Regions from separate parts of the Mus musculus genome. Here regions 2 and 3 are each linked to region 1. The links are chromatin contacts, called in public promoter capture Hi-C maps. All regions are on one chromosome and are shown on one strand. The core of a region is the stretch at or near the end of the contact, and the rest is flanking DNA. Distances in the headings are between cores, read along the strand shown. Region 1 holds the start of Utp14a (UTP14A small subunit processome component). Region 2 holds the start of Ocrl (OCRL, inositol polyphosphate-5-phosphatase). Region 3 holds the start of Zfp280c (zinc finger protein 280C).

Evidence for each region. Capture Hi-C pulls out chosen DNA fragments and counts their contacts.
Region 2: a promoter capture Hi-C map of adipose tissue shows a contact between it and region 1. The contact joins the promoter of Ocrl here to the promoter of Utp14a in region 1. A contact is called at or near these places in 2 of 39 promoter capture datasets (the HPC-7 cell line and erythroid cells) and 1 of 9 other capture datasets (adipose tissue).
Region 3: a contact with region 1 is called in a promoter capture Hi-C map of adipose tissue. The contact joins the promoter of Zfp280c here to the promoter of Utp14a in region 1. A contact is called at or near these places in 1 of 39 promoter capture datasets (cranial neural crest), 3 of 115 datasets of contacts at active chromatin or transcription factors (the 230-238 cell line, the SCID.adh cell line and memory CD8 T cells) and 2 of 9 other capture datasets (adipose tissue and pancreatic islet).

Annotation. Positions count from the first base shown.
Region 1 is chrX:48,255,313-48,259,126 of GRCm38.p6, forward strand. It overlaps Utp14a (UTP14A small subunit processome component), which reads left to right and starts at 1,622. Exons shown (of 15, transcript NM_028276.1): 1 at 1,622-1,656; 2 at 3,028-3,103. The coding sequence starts at 1,631. Gm39511 (a long non-coding RNA gene) reads right to left here and starts at 1,480. Exons shown (of 3, transcript XR_882302.1): 1 at 1,424-1,480.
Region 2 is chrX:47,910,710-47,914,523 of GRCm38.p6, forward strand. It overlaps Ocrl (OCRL, inositol polyphosphate-5-phosphatase), which reads left to right and starts at 1,747. Exons shown (of 24, transcript NM_177215.3): 1 at 1,747-1,982; 2 at 2,260-2,339. The coding sequence starts at 1,944.
Region 3 is chrX:48,590,357-48,594,170 of GRCm38.p6, forward strand. It overlaps Zfp280c (zinc finger protein 280C), which reads right to left and starts at 2,202. Exons shown (of 19, transcript NM_153532.4): 1 at 1,317-2,202.

The DNA of each region.
Region 1 (3,814 bases), core at 372-2,871:
AGTGCCAGGACAGCCAGGGCTACACAGAGAAACCCTGTCTTGAAAAACAAAAAAACAAAAAACAAAACAAAAAAAACAAAAAAGAAAGAAAGAAAATGGAAGAAGATGGTCATAGAGCTACCATCATAGAGGATACCAGGAGAGAGCAGTCAGGGAACTCTGGGCTAGAGTTTTAGCAACATTTAAAATTGACTGGGAGGGGAGCAGTGAGCAGGATGTAAAGTAAAAATAAATAATTTTTAAAAAATTGTCCTTAAGCCCACTGGAAAATTGTGTCTATGAAACCATAGAAAATATCTGCTTTGTTCAACAATGTATCAATAACTCCTAAAAACCTGGCACATAGTCAATGATTAAAAAAATTTTACTGAATGAATAATGAAAAACAAAAACAACTATCAAATCCCATATTCAATTCTGGGACCACAAAGACTAGAAAGTATTATTTTATTTAAGAATTTTAGAGCATTGCCGATTACCATAAGAAATTTCAGTGCAACCGTTGGAGAAAACAAAATGGAAATGACCTAAAAGAAATGGCAATAATGTTTTTATGCAAGAAGTCTCAGGCTGGTCAAAAGCATTTGACACCCTCCCCCCAACCCTGACAACCTAAATTTAATCCCCTGCAGCCAGATGGTGAAAGGAATTCCTACAGGTTGTCCTGATTTCCGCGTGTGCAATGGCATGCGTACACACGCGCGCGCACACACACACGCGCACGCACACGCAAATGCACTCACACACATAGATAGGTTTATTATTTACAAATTATGCCAGACGTGGTACCACAAAAGCATGTAATCTCAGCAGGTCGGGTGCTAAAGCAAGAGGATCACCAATTTAAGGCTAGCCTGTCTCAAACAAGAAAAAAAAAAAAAAAAAAAAAAAAGCAAGAGTTGAGAAACTGCAGCCTCATGCCTGTGCTGCAAGCAGTTTACTAGTGAGCTATGGACCGGATAAAATAAGATTGTGTGTGCGTGCATGTGTGTATGGGTCCTACTATGTTGCACCGGATGGAGCAAGAAGAGATCTTTCTGCCTCATAACACATTCTCGAGTGACATTTTCTTGTATAGGAAAAGGGGACAATGAGCTGTAATCACAGGTACACCGGCTCAAAAAGAATTTCTCTTCAGATGGATAGAAACTTGCTACGTTCCCGTCCCCTTGATCTGGCAGGAGTCCAACACAGTCTGGGGCTGGCCAGTCCAGAGCTGTGCGACAGAGTCCAACGGGGCCTGGCCCTGGAGGCTTTGTTTTGGTTTGATTGGTTTTGGTTTTAGCTCCGTCCCTGACAGCGCAGCACCCTCGCCCTCACCACACTAATCTCGGACCGCAAGAAAACCGAATGCCAGGGAACCAATACCGCCAACCTAAATAAAAACCTCTCAGAAGAATGGGGACCGGCAAGTCCCACCCACCGGCAGTGCGGACCAACTGGCAGGCAGCCGGCTTTTCCATCGACCAATCCTGGAGCGCCTACAATACTTTGCAAGCCTCCCCCTGGGCGGAAATGACGCGCGTTGTCGCGCGTGATTAGCGGAAGCAAAATTTGCTTTGCGGCAGGCAAGGAGCTTGCTCTCTCTTTGGTTTCCGTTCCTGACCCATGTGAGTTACCGGCGACAGCGATGAACTCTATCAAAGCTACGAAGGGGTAAGACGTAAAAGGGAAAGGAGATTCCCGGGTATTTTTGAGGGCTGAATTTCCTGTATTTAGGGAAGTGGAAGCCGAACTGCTGTTTGTTAGAGATTCGCCTCCCCAAACCCTGCCAGTAGTTAATGTATCGGCTAGGAATCCTAAAGTCCCTTAATTTAAATTGGCTTTGCTCCTCAGTTTCTCGGCTCTTAAGTTGCATCGCTGTTAGGTCTGATGGTCGTCCGACTCTTGGCAAAGTTACTATTGATTTCCCTTTATTTGTCACGTGCGCATTTTCTGCCTCTGCCACGCGCAACATGCGCCGTCTGTGAGAGTGCCAAGTTGTGCCAGACCTAACAGGTATTTCATGTTACCCCTCAACGTTAGAAAAATCTAAATGTAGTCGCTTTGGTAATGTTTGCTTAGTAAATACCGAGATCCACTGTTAAGTAATAGTAGGTTTTTCCTAAATTCTAATCACCTTAAACACCCATTTATACAGTTGGTTTCAACCATTACCCTACGTCCTCAGTTATGCGAACAAATTATCAAGATTACATTTTTAATAAGTTGCACTTAATCAAGGCACCTGACCGGTGGGAGATCCATAGAAGCATTAATAGAATGTTTTCGAATGTTTAAAAGGTTTCCCAGTTGGTGGCGGCACACGCCTTTAATCTCAGCACTTGGGAGGTAAAAGCAAGCCAATCTCCAAGTGTGAGGTCAGGCTGGTCTACAAAGCGAGTTCCAGGACAGCTAAGGTTACACCGAACAACTCTTGTCTCAAAAAATAAAATAAAATACACGTTTAAATAGTTAATAGGAAACTGCCTTTGCCTCAAAAGACAGCAGTAGCGTCAGTGGGAAATTGAAGCATAGTAAGTAACAGAAGTGCAGGGTCAGCCACTAACCAGTGTTGTCTTTCCCATGCCGATATTGTCATCTTGGAAGTGATGCCTGACCCCCTTCTAAAAACACTTTAACTAATTACCTTCTGTTTTGTTTTTTTGCACCTCTTCTCAGATAAGAATACTCAGAACTGAGCAAACAGATATTTGTTTAGATCAATAGTTCTCCACCTTCCTAGTGCTGCTCAACCCTTTACTACAGTTCCTCATGTTCTGGGGTTCATGACCACCTCCCAAAACATAAACCATAAAATTACTTTCCTTGCTTCTTCATAACTGCACTTTTGCTACTGTTATGAATTGTAACATGAATAATGTCTGAAATGCGGGATATCTGACACATGACCCATGGGAATGGACCTTTTGCCCCCCCCACACACACACACACCCCTGTGGGTTTTGACCCACAGGTTGAGAACTGCTGGTTTAAAAGAAGAGTTATTTCATGTGCTAATGTTTCTGTGTTGCCTTTTTAAAACAGCCTTCTGGCTTTGAGCCAGCAGGATGATCTAATGGATTTGACAAGCAACTACCCCTTGAGTGCCAGTGAAGATGAGGTAGGTGACAGCTGTTGAACGGATTCAAAATTAGGGTGAACAAAACACTCCTGGAGAGGAAAGGGGAATAAAAATGTGTGCGTGTAAAGAAGGTTACTAAAACTCTAACATATGCTATCTTTTTTTTTTTTTTTTTTTTCTGGTTTTCAAGGCAGGGTTATACAGCTCTGGCTATCCTGGAACTTGATCTGATGCTATCTGAATTTTAAACCTATTCCCCTGACAAAACTACTTACATTGTTTTTCCTCTTTCTCTGTGAACTATTTTAATACCAACACATGGGAAGCAGAGCCTGGTAGCTCTCTATGATTTTGAGGCCAGCCTGGTCTAAAAGGCAAGTTCCAGACTAACCAGGGTTACATAGTGAGACCCTGTCTCAAAAAGGGTAGTGGGAGTTTTCTCCTGGGGGGAGGGGAAACACTTCGATAACTGTGGCTATGAATTGAACTATTTTTCAGTGTTTCTGTATGAAAAACACTTTTTGTATCTTTTTTTTTTTTTTTTTTTTTTTTTTTTTTTTTTGGCTTTTCGAGACAGGGTTTCTCTGTATAACCCTGGCTGTCCAAGAACTCACTTTGTAGACCAGGCTGGCCTTGAACTCAGAAATCTGCCTGCCTCTGCCTCCCAAGTGCTTGGATCGAAGGCGTGCGCCACCACTGCCCAGCTAAGAAACACTTTTTGTAAAAACAGTATTTTTAGCTGTTTAGCTG
Region 2 (3,814 bases), core at 497-2,996, 340 kb before region 1:
GAACAACATTATGAACTAACCAGTACCCCGGAGCTCTTGACTCTAGCTGCATATATATCAAAAGATGGCCTAGTCGGCCATCACTGGAAAGAGAGGCCCATTGGACTTGCAAACTTTATATGCCCCAGTACAGGGGAACACCAGGGCCAAAAAGGGGGAGTGGGTGGGCAGGGGAGTGGGGGTGGGTGGATATGGGGGACTTTTGGTATAGCATTGGAAATGTAAATGAGCTAAATACCTAATAAAAAATGGAAAAAAAATCCAAAACAAGTTCCATGCCTTCTTATTCCAGAGAGAAGAACCAGAACATGATTACAATCAGGTGAAAGCAAAACAAAACAAATCCAAAAGTATAAAAAGCTTACTGTCAAATATCTGGGACTCATTTGTGATCTTTTGGGCTCTAAAGTGCTTGGTTAATCTTACCTCTCCATAGCACACACAGCTTGTCTGGTAAGCTCAGGTTGTCTACCAACTATAAGATATCCTGAAATTAATTTCCCTTTTCATGGTGTGAGATGAAAATCAAATTTTACAATTTTACATGTGGAAAAATCAATATCCCAAGTGTTATTTAGTGAAGAATAGATTCTTCCCTCACTGATAGGAAATGACATATATACTGAGTATTAATCTTCTATAAGCCTGTGGGTGTATTTGAGCGCTATATTCTCCATTCCACTGGTCTGTATTCAAACAACTGAAATAGTAGCACTTTTGGTGGCTTTCAACAGAGAAGAAAAGTTAAAGGAGGGGCTGGAGAGATGTGTCAGCCCTTAAGAGCACTGACTGCTCTTCTGAAGCTCCTGAGTTCAAATCCCAGAACCACATGGTGGCTCACAACCATCTGTAATGAGATCTGATGCCCTCTTCTTGGGTGTCTGAACAAAGCAGCAAGAGGGCTGGGCGAGTGGGGCCGGAGCAGTCTGAAAACAGCTACAGTGTATTTACATATAATAAATAAATAGATCTTAAGAAAGAGAAAAAGAAAGAAAGAAAGAAAGAAAGAAAGAAAGAAAGAAAGAAAGAAAGGAAGGAAGAAAGAAAGAAAGAAGCTAGCTTAAAGGAGAAGTGCAACTAACAGGATTTCTTTGGAGGGAAATTCAGTAACCCAGATGGGATATCATAGTAGAGTGATGGCGGGGGGGGGGGGGTGGGGGGTGGGGAGGAGGAGAGAAGATAAGAGGAAGATAGCTTGTAGCTTTAAATTTCCGGGCTGGTGGCAGAGTGAAAAGGTGAGTTAGTTTTGTCAATGAGAAGTATTTTCACAATGGGCTACACTAAGAGGCCTAGACTCACCCTGTGTGCTTGAACTTTATACACTTGGAAGTCACCTGGAGAGGATGAAAAATGGGAAATAGAAGAACAGAAGGCTGAGCTATGAGTCATTTTCCAATTTAGGGGATAGAAGAAAGAAATGGAAAGAGAAAACACCTTAAACGATGATCAATAGAAGGCTTCATAACCTTCAAAACCTTAAGGATTTGGGGGTGGGAGAATAGTATGCTTGTGGGTCCTATAGGCCCAGTTCAACTGGTGTAGCAGTTTCTTTTCTCTGAGCATCTTCAAAGTCCTCAGATCCCTTCTAGGATGTTGCAGATAGCAATTTGAAGAGGGACCTGCTATGGAGTCCCCAAGTCCTTCGGGTGCCTAGCTGCAGTTCCCCAGGTTGGCCGCAGGGGGCGAAATCTGCGGCGGCCTGGCAGGCGGGCGGGGGCGGGAGGCGCCGCTCTCTCTCTCTGGTCAGTCTCTCTCCTCCCGGCTCTAAAGCTCCCCGGCTGGCTCCCGGGCTCCCGGGTTCCCGGGCTCCCGGGCTTCCAGGCTCCCAGCGCTGGAGCCCTTCCTCTCCGCCTAGGCGAGGCAGGCCGGCGGCAGGCCGCAGGAGGTGGTGTCGTGGAATCCGCTGGCAGTCCGCAGCCCCGCAGAGCCTGGAGGCCGCCCTGATGGAGCCGCGGCTCCCGATTGGAGCTCAGCCCCTGGCAGTATCCGTCTGAGAGAAGGGGGGAAGGGGAAGGGAGGCCGTAAGGGCGTGGGGTGCGGGTTGGGGTGCAGCATGTCCTAGGGCGAGCAGAGTAGGGAAAGGGGACCTGCTCAGGAGTGGACGCTGGGATAGCTGAGGAGAGCTGACGATATGAGTCTGGCCCCGCGTCACCCCAATTTGGCTGCGTTTGCAAAAAAAAAAAAAAAAAAAAAAAAAAAAGAAAAAGAAAAGAAAAGAAAGAAAAAGAAAAATTAGAGATCCTTGACCAGTGCCTGCATATGGTGGCGGGTTTGGAGATGAAGGGTCCCCTCCGGGAACCCTGCGTCCTGACCCTAGCCCGGAGGAATGGGCAGTATGAGTAAGTAATCTGACTCCCACCGAGGAGAGCGCCTTCTTCTATAAACCTCCTTGAGCCTGAAACCGCAGGGAGCCACCCACCTTGGCCAAGAGGGCAACAGGTTCACAGCTAGGTGTGTAGAGTGAGCTGCCTGAGCCAGGGCCTCCCACCCCCAACTTCTAAGCTACTAGATAACTCCTGGGCCCTGTGGCTCAGTGGATGGACTCAATGGACAGGAAAGCAGGAAGCCTGGGTTCTTAGTTCCTTCACCCTGTCTGTAACTGACATGCGTTGTGTAACCCAAGTTAATCAAGCTTTCTGAGCCTTGGTTTCCTCTTGAGTTGAATAAAACCATAAACTGTCTTATGGCTATTGGAGATAAAACTGGGGGACCACCCAGGCAAAAGTGGCTTACAAGTAAAAGTGCAATGGAAATGCTATGTTGCTAATGTTACAGACATGTCTTTTTTCCCATTCAACTGGTTCTTCCTGTCCCCAGATCCTCTTTTTTTTTTCCGTTTGCTTGAAGGCAAATGCATTAATTCACTAATGTGTTGGCGCAGGGCAGCCACTGTCGCACTGGACCGGACTATTTGGAAAGCAAAGTTAATGAAATGTGTAGAAACAGAATGGCATTTGACATTTTTCTCAGTGCATGTCACCTCCAACTCTTCCTGGGATGATGGCAGCTCAGTAAATACAGATGACTGATTGAGCAGATGATTATTTTCATAAGCAGTCACCACAGCTGCTAACCTTGCCCCCTTGCCACTAATACTTCATCTTTAAAGTTTCCACGGTGACCGTTTCATATCACAGTGCCCTATCGCTGTATATGTGCAAGCTACTTCCCTTGGTTCACTGGTTTCTGGGAATAGATTTTTCCCCCCAGTTTAACAGGTATTGATCACTTAGTTCCTACCATCTCTTAACACTGGATTCTGCATGAAAAAGTGTCTTGGACTCTACTTTTAAATCCTTGGTCCCAGGCTGTCTAATTCACAAAGAAGGAAAGTCCCACTAGCCTGGCCTGAACGTAGCTGCAGCTATGGGTGCTATTATAACTGATTATCATCTAGGTCCATGAAGTAGCTCGTCCCTAGATCCTGCTTGGTTGGTCCTGTTGATGTAAGAAATTCATGTTATTTTCCGTAGACTTGATAAAATCCAGGAAGACTAGTTTAGTAAGAGTACATTCAATAGAATAGTGAATTAAAAGGTGCAATTCCACGTGGGAAAGGTAGAAATGGTGTGTAGAAGTGTAACCTGCACAAACAGGTAGATTCTGTGTATCTTGGTTTCCTCTTCTATAAAACCCAAAGTTTTAAGAATTGACTGGGACAGCTACACTGTTGGAATAACCACAACACAGATATTTGTCCCCTGGGTCAGTGGGTTTAGAACTCTACTAAGAGAGCCAGCAGCCGGTTATGAAAAGTAACTCGTTCTGTCTAAGTTCTTGAACTAGAACTTTTAAACTTGGCAAGGGGAGGGCT
Region 3 (3,814 bases), core at 952-3,451, 340 kb after region 1:
AGCATCATATTCCAGCCCTATTTGGACCTTTAAAAACAAGTGTTACATTAATCAAAAATTGAGCCAGGCGTGGTGGCACACGCCTTTAATCCCAGCACTCAGAAGGCAGAGGCAGGCGGATTTCTTAGTTTGAAGCCAGCCTGGTCTACAAAGTGAGTTCCAGGACAGCCAGGGCTACACAGAGAAACGCTGTCTCAAAAACAAAAAAAACAAAAAACAAAACCAAAAACCAAAAAAAATTGAATAGAATTCAATTTTTCATTCTTCATTAAAAAGAATTTCAGTTTAAATTCTTAAATTTCAGTTTCATTCTTCATTAAAAAGAATTTCAGTTTAAATTGTATCTTGAGTCCTCATACACACACCATATAGTTTACAATGAGAGGGTGATGCACAAAAATCATAAATTACAGGCTAGGCTAAGCTATACAGGAAGGTTCAGGGTTGGCCTGAGCTACATAGTAAAACTTGGGCTTGGAAAATCAAGAGCTGGTATGTAGCTCAACAACAGAGCATTTACTTAGCACGCACAACAGCCTGGGATTTATACTTAGGATTGAGAGGAAAAAGCAGACATCTCAGCTCCTAAAATGCCTTAGTTAGGTAAGGCAGATGGCTCAGTGAGTAAAGACACTTGCCACCAAGCCTGATTATCTGAGTTCAATCCTTGGAGTTTACATAATGGAAGGAGAAAACCAACTATGTAAGTTGTCCTTTAACCATTACATGAATGCTTTGGCATACTTGTGCATGCAGGTGCGTGTGTGTGTACATACACACATGCATAGACAATAGAAAAAGAATTAAATGCATTTGTTTATATTTTCATTCCCCACTTTTCTCTTCCTCTCTCTCCTCCCACTTCATACTGTTCCTCTTTCTCTCTCTGAGTCAGGGTTTTGTTACCCTGGTTAGCTTGAAGGTTTAATTGTACACTGGTCTGGCTTTAAACGTGCTGTGATCCTCCTGCTTCTGCCTCCCAACTGCTGAGATCACAGGTATGCACCATCGTGCCTTGATGGTATAAAAAAGGAGTATCATGTCTAAATTGTTATCAAATAGCTGTTGCTGTAACCCTTTTATCTTTATGTCAATTATTAAAGTAAAAGCAATTTGTAGAGAATAAATTTTAAAAGCCTAGAGGTACATTTTTATTCAAGTTACTGGGTTTGTCAAGGCTTCCTAAAGTACTAGTTAATTTAATCTAAAAACCAATTATCGTTCAAAATGTGTGTGTGTGTGTGTGTGTGTGTGTGTGTGTGTGTGTGTGTGTGTGAAAGTCAGAAGACAACCTAAAGGGGTTGTTTCTCTCCTACCATATGGGTCCTTGCGATTGAGCTCAAGTTCTCAGGTTTGGTGGTAGCAATTACATCACCTTCCTGGCTCCAGAAAGACAAAGTCCTCCCTGAAAACAGAAAGAAAAAAATTATTCAGCTATAATTAATATATACAAATTGATCCCTAGTACTTCCAAAAATTCTGTATGGTTCTAAGTGTTCTCCTAGAAAAATAAAATAAGTGGAAGAATAGGAAGGCGTAGAATCCCTTCCCTTCATAAAAAGGTAATGTTAAGTGGCGAAACGCTGGGCTGAAAAGGCCAGCCTATATTGGGAATTTTAGGAAACTGGAGCAAAGGGATTAAATAGGAAAAGCTGAGGTTGGCAGTTCTTCATTATCAGTACTTTTTCCAATGCTCTTCTTCAGCTTTTAAACGTACTTGGATATAGTATTATTCAAATGCTAAAATGTACAAACAATATAACATCTTTAAAAACTGTAGCGACAAGAGGCTGGAGAGATGGCTCAGCACATGTGGCTCTTCCAGAACTCAAGATGCTCTTCCAGAGGTCCTGAGTTCAGTTCCCAGCAACCACATGGTGGCTCATAACCATCTGTAATGGGATCCGATGCCATCTTTTGGCCTGCAGGCATATATGCAGTTCGGATGCTGTATATATAATAAGTATTAAAAAATAGGAAAATGATTTTTTTTAAATGTAGAGATGGGAATTGAGTAACACTTCTTAAAAATTTTAGGCAAACCTCCTTGCTTTTCTTTCTCTGGAACTTCGACATGCCTATAAAATAAATGAGGCATTATTTAATGAATTGAACCTTAGGCAAAAGCTAGAAAGTACTGGCGTATGAACTGGTTTTAAGATGCATTTAACCCTCAAGAAACTGGAGTCCTCCCTCAGGGAGTGGAGAGGTCTGGTGAGGTGGGGGTGGGGGGATGGGGACATTCTCGTGGAGATGGGGGGGAGGAGGTATGGGATGTGGAACCGTAAGATGGTGGACCGGGAGGGGGATAAAATCTGGACTGTAAAAAAAAATTAAATAAATAAGAACTGGTTTTAAGGTGACAGGGATGAAGGCTCTTAGCTGGAATCCTGAGGCAGCAGGATCAGGAGTTCATGGATAGCCTTAGTTACATATCAAATACAAGGCTATATGAGACCCTCTCAAAAACAAACAAATAAACCCAAACAGCAGGAGGTCTGGAGACTGGCTCAGTAAGTAAGGGGGTCTGTTCCCCAAAATGATGATCAGAGATCTACCTGTGGGACCTAGACAGTAGAAAGTGAGAACTTACAACTACCATGTTGTCATCTGACCTTCAAATTGTGAGGACAAACGTGTGTGTGTGTGTGTGTGTGTGTGTGTGTGTGTGTGTGTGTGTGTGTGCGTGCGCACACACACACACACACACACACACACACACACACAGACTCACACACAGGTAATTTTAAAACCACCACAAGTGGCTCTATTTACTGACCACAAAACCTCTTGAAGCTAGTTCTTCATCTCAAAACAGTTCTTTAATACCTTACAACCCTGTAGAGGAGTGGCAGCAAACAAACACTCAATCAAATGTTATCACAATTGCATTTGTATGGCTATTAAAGCAAAGGCACAGATTAGCACCTTCGTAGATACAGTGTTTCTTTTATTTTTATTTATTTATTTATTTTACTTTAAGATGGCTTGAATCACACTGTATCTCTTTTAGGCACCTCACAAATACCTAGGAAACTTTTGTAGCTTAAAACTGGATTTATGTATCAAATACAGTTTTAGAGGAGCTAAAAGGCACTGAAACTGATAATCCAACCCCCAAACAACAAAATCAAAAATTCAAGCTCATAGACTTAGCTGATCCTCTCAAACAAAGAGAGGTCCTTGGATAAAGATCTTCCACATCTGGGAGAAACTGCTTCACTTCACATTGAGACTTCTTCCTAAAAGAATTCAAACTTGAGGAGCATTGAAAGGGACTCCATGTCTGCAGCAGGCTTTCCTCCTCCGAATGAAATGCTTCCCCCGTTGCTTAAAAACGAAAAACCCTGCACAGCTTACTGATGGAAAATCGTGCATCTAAGTCCACGTCTCTCCAGTCTGGGTTTTTTATTTTCTAGAATCTAGACAATAACCCGCGGAGAGAAAGATTTCTGTGACAGAGAAGGGCAGTTCCTTTGGGAAGAATGCCGTGCCCTACTAGCATGGCAAACCCGCTAGCAGTTCTGGGTAAGGGGTAAGGTATAACTTAAGGGCCGCAGGAGCCCGAGGGTGGAAAGTTCGTTCGGCATGCACCATCAGCCTTTCCCAAGACTGAAGAGATCCGCAGCCGGGGGGGGGGGGGGGGGGGGTCCCGTCGCTATCCAATGTACAAAAGAGCCCCAGGGGCTGACTCCAGAAAGCAAAGCCAGAGAGGTCCTGGGGCCCGGACAGCCTCCCAGGCCTTCGGAGGCCAGGCTAGCGCCCAACCCGGGCCCACGCGGCCACCCATGCCCGGTCCAGGCCTGGGAGGCAG